Linked DNA regions of Rattus norvegicus: region 2 is linked to region 1. Evidence: chromatin contacts called from public Hi-C data. All regions are on one chromosome and are shown on one strand. The core of a region is the stretch at or near the end of the contact, and the rest is flanking DNA. Distances in the headings are between cores, read along the strand shown.

Evidence for each region. A called contact is a pair of places that touch in the nucleus more often than the background predicts.
Region 2: a Hi-C map of Schwann cells shows a contact between it and region 1, with 4 times the contacts expected there. The contact joins the promoter of Eya4 here to the enhancer-like site in region 1. A contact is called at or near these places in 3 of 12 Hi-C or Micro-C datasets (the Rat2 cell line, Schwann cells and psoas muscle).

The regions. Positions count from the first base shown.
Region 1 is chr1:23,936,962-23,940,242 of GRCr8, reverse strand. No RefSeq gene overlaps it. Among named protein-coding and RNA genes, the nearest start is that of Eya4, 53 kb to the left of the region's middle. Within about 2 kb of position 1,537, at least 12 of the 93 cell types and tissues checked have an H3K27ac peak or open chromatin away from gene starts, as enhancers often do. A contact at or near this core is called in Schwann cells, where this site is marked.
Region 2 is chr1:23,989,786-23,993,311 of GRCr8, reverse strand. Eya4 (EYA transcriptional coactivator and phosphatase 4) reads right to left here and starts at 1,881. Exons shown (of 20, transcript NM_001271317.1): 1 at 1,758-1,881; 2 at 848-976. It overlaps LOC102554376 (a long non-coding RNA gene), which reads left to right and starts at 1,920. Exons shown (of 2, transcript XR_349895.5): 1 at 1,920-3,526.

The DNA of each region.
Region 1 (3,281 bases), core at 288-2,787:
ATTTAGGTTTATTTTATTATTTTCATTACATGTATGCTTGTGTGACTTTGTGGGCTTAACACACATGAATGCAGGTGCCCAAGAAAGCAAGAAAGGCAGGATCCTCCCAGTCTGGAGTTATAAGTCGTTGTGAACCACCTTACACGGGAACTGGAAACTGAACACTGAACTCAGATCCTCTACAAGAGCAATGTACCGCCTCAACCGCCCAGTCACCTCTCTAGACCCCCTAGCGTGGATTATTAACGGTTCCATCTGCCTGGAATTGTTCTAAGTGCTAATGTATTATTCATTTAACCTCCTTGCAACCCCTGTAACGTGAGTACAACGATAATCCCATTTTATTGATGGCGAGCGTGTGGCCCTGAGAAGCTCGGCAACTTTGCTGGATTGTGCGGGAAGTTCACGGCACACCCTTCTGTTAGGCGGTTGGTTGTTTGGGAACCATTTCCAGCTCTCCTATTAAGCGGGTCGAAGTGGTCCAGAGCCAGCTGTGTAGATTTTCTGTTCTTTGATTTCTTCCGTTCTGACTGGGGGCAGAATAGTAACATACACATAGAATTAATGCGTGTACCGCATTTAAAACAGTGCCCGGCGCTGAAGTCAACACACACAGCGAATGACCGAGAGCTTATTGTATGTATACTATGGAGCTAATCGAAGCCATGCTGCCTCCTGCGGCCGGTTAATTGGGTCTGGCTTCTAAAGGATGATATTGGCAGGTTTTCTTGCTGTTTTATGAAGGATGGGACTCGGCTGTCAGTTTCTATGGAAATAAGAAAGAGGAGGTCAGAGGTGTTTCTGATAGCAGTACAAAGGACCTTTATATGGTTTGGGAAAAGGATGGCAGTGGTCATGGCCTGGGAATCCAGGCTTCTGGAAGTCAACTTGATCTCTTCTCCTGCCTTTATAAAGAACAGTGAAAGTCACCAGGGTTGAAGGAAGAACCGTTTAGAAAATGTTTCAGAGACCTGGACCCTGAAAGGAAATTAAAAATTCTTAATCCTGCACCACACGAGAAATTTTTTTGTTCCGCGGGCCTGTGGAGCAACTCTTTAGCAAACGCGGTGTTTGCATGTGGAGTGGACTGCCCTCTAATTGCTGCAGCAGTCTACCACTAGGAAGAACAAAGGAAATATTTAGCACGTCATAAATTCTTCTGCAGCCCTGCGGAGTGGCTGGAGTTCAGATTACACGTTTATAACTAGCATTTGAGAGCAATTTCTACTTCACTTTGAGAAAGTTGTTGGAGAAGCTGCTGGGTACTTTCCCTCCTAAGCCTAGAGAAATACAGTGTTTAACAATCCTGTTTTGGGCAGAGACCCTGTGGAGCTTGGTGACCTATAACAAGGGGAACCATTCCCATCTAGAGTCAGTGTTGAATGGAAGGAGTTCAATTCTCGGGGTGTAGGAAAGACAGACACGGGAATGGTTCGGGAATGTTCGGAAGCTCTCAAGCCTCTCTGAGGACCGAGCCTGAGACAGTCAAGAGAATAGGCAGGACCTAAAAATAGACTCAGCTCTCATTGCCAAAGAGAATGGGCTAGAGAAAGGGAGTAAATATCTTGCCAAGGGTACAGCGGAACAGCCGCCCAGCACAGTTAGGAAAACAAAGCCACCTCAATCCAGTTCGGGCAACAAGAAACCACTGGAGATAAATCGGTGGAAGCTGGCCGGATCTGGAAGCCGCGTTCTGCGTGTCTGTGACCCGGTGGACCGGCGTAGCTTCAGTTCTACATATTTGGACGAACATGTTTTCTTAGCATATAGAAATGTGCTAGAGTGGCTGGCTAGTAGTTTGTAACTTGTGAGTTCTTTCTGGCTTTCCATCCTGTGGTTTGGCAGAGCCTTACAAGCTCTCTGTCATTCTACACACAGATGATTGACAAAATGTGGGAACACATTATCCCCCGAGATAGTAAGTTGATGTCTCAACCAGCCCATGGTGAAAGGGCTTTCCAGGGGAAGAGAAATGCTTGACTTCTTGAGTCTTGGTGTATAAATGCCTCCACTCCCCTAAATGAGAGAATTGACATTTTCACTGGCTTGACTAAATTCTTAATTGCTTATTGACTATATTGGGATTTTTTTTCAAACAAATTCGTATGCTCGTTTTATTTAATTATTATTTTAAAGTTTTCTAATATCAAATTTCTATAGACTCCTGTTATAGAATAAATCTTAATGGGTTTATAAACTAATACTCCACTGTCTTCTGTTTACTCAAAATTAAAGGTGAAGCTTTATTATTTAGAGTTCAGCTAGGGAGCTGAACATGGGGCTAATTTGTACCTCAAATTTGGGGTTTGCTACCTAAAGAGCCACTAAGCTAAGTGGGATAAGCATCGATTTCCTGTCACTGCTGTGGACAGGCAGAGTTCCTCTCTTACAGATGTCGTAACTTTTCTAACTATTGGTTGCTTGACAAATGTTTTCAGGCCTGGGGCTCATCCCATTGTAGAGAAGAATTAGAGCCTGAACTCACAGTGCGTGTTCTGAGCGGGAGCTGGTTGGCGAAGGGAAGGTTCTGCTTTTTCTCATTTTCTTTTTCTTTTTTTTTATCTTCAATGACAACAACAACAACAATAACCCAAAGGCAAATCTAAAAATTAAAAAGTGCTAGTTATTTCGTTGGTGAATTGTCTTCGCATACTGCAATCACACAATGAACTTGAAGAACGGATCCTACATTTATTTATTTATTGTGTGGCCTGGAACAAAGGAAGAGAACGGATGAACTGGGTGTGGTGACTCAGGCCTGCAACCCCAGCACTAAGGAAACTGAGGTAGGTGGGCAGGACTGAGTCCTGCCTCACCTCTATGGGAAGATCTTATGCTGGAAAGAAAAGGAGCAGGTGCTGCCAAGAGGACTCATCAGGTGACAGTGATGGCCCCAGCCTGATGACCTGAAATTCATCCTGGGATCCTCTGGGTGGAAGAGAGAATTTCCACAAATCCTCCTCCAACATCACAAGCTCACAGCGGCCCACACATACATATATTCTCTCTCTCTCTCTCTCTCTCTCTCTCTCTCAATTAATTAATGTAATAAAAGTTTAAAACAAGAAACAGAAAGAACAACCTAATAGGCTTGCATATTTTAAACATATTGTCAACATCTGATAAATTAAAAGGAGAAAGTATGAGATAATATAATTATATTACTTAGAAGCTTATCCAGAAATATAATGTTTATGAATTCTTTTGTCAATTAATTTTCAAAATAATTAAAATCTGGAGACAACTATAGTCTAGACTCCACCCAATGACTTATTTACTCT
Region 2 (3,526 bases), core at 632-3,131, 53 kb before region 1:
AAAGGGCTCATTCGGTCTGTCTCCGAGTCCCAGTTGACCAGGCTTTACAAGAGTTTAGAGAGCCATGGCCTCCCCAGACCCAGGGAGCTCTGAGAGAAACCTGCTCTCCCCAGCCTGGTCCTTGGCTTTGGCTTTGGAGAAGTTAGAATTGCTCCCCAGCATCCGCACCTGGAGCCAATGAACGCAACTCCTCTGACAAGGCGCCTCTAATTTCACAGACCCTGGCACACTGCAGGAGACATTCGTCCACGCCACATAGAAACCATTAAAGGAGGTCCCCACTGAGACCCATACCCAGAGATCAGGGCTCGGCCCCTGGGTACACGCACGCCCGGCTTCACACAAACCCAGGCGCCCACGGCTCTCCAGGGGACACTGAGGCAGCACCCTTACTCTCTGTAGCGAGTCATCTCAAAGTATTAAATGTCACCGGGTGGGAGTGGGAAGAGTGCAGGGCAAGCTCCCCGGACCACAGTGGGCAGGGTGCAGGCAGGTAGGATCCGCACTCGGGACGCGGGGAAACTCACTCAGATCCTGCGCCCTCTGCGCCCAGGGCCAGACAAGAGGGGTTCTTCGGGTCGTTGAGGGTCTTCCTGGGCAAAGTGCACCACTGAGATCCTAGCGACCCTGGTCGTGGGACTCCGCTGTTGGGGTCACCGGGGAGAACTCCAAGGCTCACACTCTCCTGCGCGCGTCTTTCATCCCCAGAGCCCCTCCACGCCCTACAAAGTGTCTAGGTAGCACTTTCTAGGGGACAGTTTGGGGGGAGGGGGAGATCATCCAAAGCTGGACACCGCCCCCGCCATTGGACTTCAGGAACCGGGTCGAAAGAACAGAAGACACTCACCTCTGGCGGCCCGGACCGCCTCGGGCTCCCGAAGTTCAATTGTCTGTCCCAGCCAGTGATCTGCGGGTCCGATCTGTGTATTTACTCGCTTTCCTTCCAGTGTCTAAGTTTTCCCTTCGCGCTGTGTCTCTGGTGAAAACAGGACATCCCTTTCGGCCACCCCCAACAAATGCTTACACAAGTGGGGGAGAAACAGGGCGGGGTGGGGGAGCCGGCTGCGAGGGGGAGGACGAAAGGAGCCGAGCCAGGGTCCCGGCAGCCGAGCGGCCGGGGGAAAGCAGAAGAAAAGAGAAAGCGCGCGCGCCGGGTAGCCGGGCGTCACTCCGCAGGTCCCCGCCACGCCGTCCCCTCTCTAGGGCGCCGACCCGGGTAAAGGTTTGCGCTCAAACCAGAAGCCGCCGGAGCGTGCGCCGCGCCGCGGGCAGCCTCTCCCTTGCGCTCGGAGCCGGAGCCTAGAGGCGGGAGAAGGGGGGGTATAGGAGGTGGGGGGACGTCGTCGCCTGCGCCCTGGGGCTAGGGTGGCCGCTGGGGGCCTCGCAGCGGGCCGCCGGAAGAGCGGGGGATCTTGGCAGGCGCAGAAACCCTCTCTTTTTATTCAATCTCGGGACACTGCCTGTTGTCATCGGCTTTTTTTTTTTTTTTGCCTTCTTTGCGGTCTCGCGTGGGGACCTCCGGGGCTCCGCGAGTCTCCGGTGGCGCCGCGGTAATCTCCGCGCCCTCTGCGCCGCCCCACCCCGCCCCCACCCCGCCTGGCGCTGGCCCCCGAGGCCTTTAGACTGAAGGGACCAGCCCGCCACCGCGCTACTCGGTTCCCCCACCTGCTTCTGGGCGGCAGTCCCCTGACTTAGCTATAGCTCTCCTGCTACCCAGTGTGAGCTACGGGCCCTCAGCCATACTCCTTGTCACTTACCCCAAGAGAGGAGGCAGAAGGGACTCTTGTCCACTTGTAACAAAGTTAAACACCAATGGACACCAGCCTGGAGCTTGCTCTGGGCTGAGGAAAGAGCTTTTTTCTGGGGAAGTAAGCAACGAAGGAGTTAGGAGTGTGTGGATAGGCAGCGCTTGGAAGTGCCTGGGCCCCTTCCTGGCCGGGTGCAGCTATAGGCACCCCTCCCAGGCGCCCAAAGTTCAGACAGCAGTGACTTGACATCCAAAGGCCAGTCAGAACTGCTCAGGGCACACTGCTGAAATGACATTTTGAGTCTATGCCTTCCATTCATGCCTTTTGTACCCACGGATTTCATTTTTCACAGACAAATATAAATATCACTTGGAACAAAGCAAGGATAATCCCCAAATTTTACTCCATATAACAACACCTTTTCCTAAAATCCCATTGTCTATTCCAGTGACATCTGTCCTGCGACTTTGATAATGTATATTAACTCGTTTTGAATTTATTGTCAGTTGCTGTACTGGTCCCTTGTATTTGTTTAATTTCCTAATAATTATTAAGTCTTCATAAAAGATAACCAAGGCCCAAAGAAGTAGGAATAATTTCCCCCAAAGAGAATCGAGTCATCTCTAGCCACAAAGCTGCTTTAGCCTTAGAGATGAAAAAAATCACTTCTCTTCGAAGAAAATTTCGTTTTAATATTTTTATTAACTAAATTACATTCTGAATTTCTTTCAAAAAGACATTTTATCCTTCACTTGAGCTTGGTTTTATGTTACGAACGGGAGCCCTGTTAGAGTTCAAAAGGAAAATCCATACTGAATACTTGTTTTTAATGAGCCGAGCATTGTCTACAATGATGAAGAGGAAATGGGAAAAAATGCTGGGGCTTTAAATTTAAACTGATAAAGGTAGTCTTCTCTCTCTGCTTGCTTATTGGCTGTTCCTCCCACAGATCTTTTTCAGGGAGCTTGAGCAGGGTCAGAACCCTTTTCTGGTTCTCTGAGTGGAAGATTTTATGGGGGTGGGTTGGAGGCCTTGAGAAATTTACCCAGAGTGCATTGGTGGGTTAAAGAGAAGCACAAGTTAGTATATACTCAAGGGACAACAGCAACAAGGAGACCTCATTCATTTTACTGTCTCCAATTCATAGCTCAAAGTGGTCTGTTGTTGTTTGTTTGATTTTGGTGTAACTTGGCTCCAAATGACAAAGCTGCTATTCAAATAAGTCACAATCTATACTTTTAGCCTCTACAATGCATTCAGTAGTTGTGCTTGTCACGAAAGCAGTCATTCTTTCTGATACACTATGCATGCTGGTGGTTCAAATAAGTGACAATAACAATGAGTCCCTTAGTTCTGAATCCTCCATGAATACAGCAAATGCTGTGTTGGAACTCAGAAGGGACTGACTACAGTAGCAGTCTCCTCAAAAGCTAGGGAGCACCCATTTCTTTTTGGTACAGGACTTCATATGTTGCTTTTATCTCTTAAAAGGGTGGAAAAGATTCATATTTAAATCCATTTGATAGTCTAACAAATTATTGGGGGAAAAGAGGCAGTCTGTTTCCTAGCTGTCTTCTTTTAATAACGACCCAATATCAGCCTTTCCTCTCGAGTTCAGCATCCCCTCAACTTAAGTCCTCCTTCCATTCTCCTTACAAAAGGGGTTCTAGATCTGCAGGTAAGCAGGTAGACAATAGGCTCAGGCAGAATCCCTTTTCCAGTTGTGTGGGGAAACCACAGGAAGACCAAGCTACTCATCCTTGCTGTCTTCCAAGGTA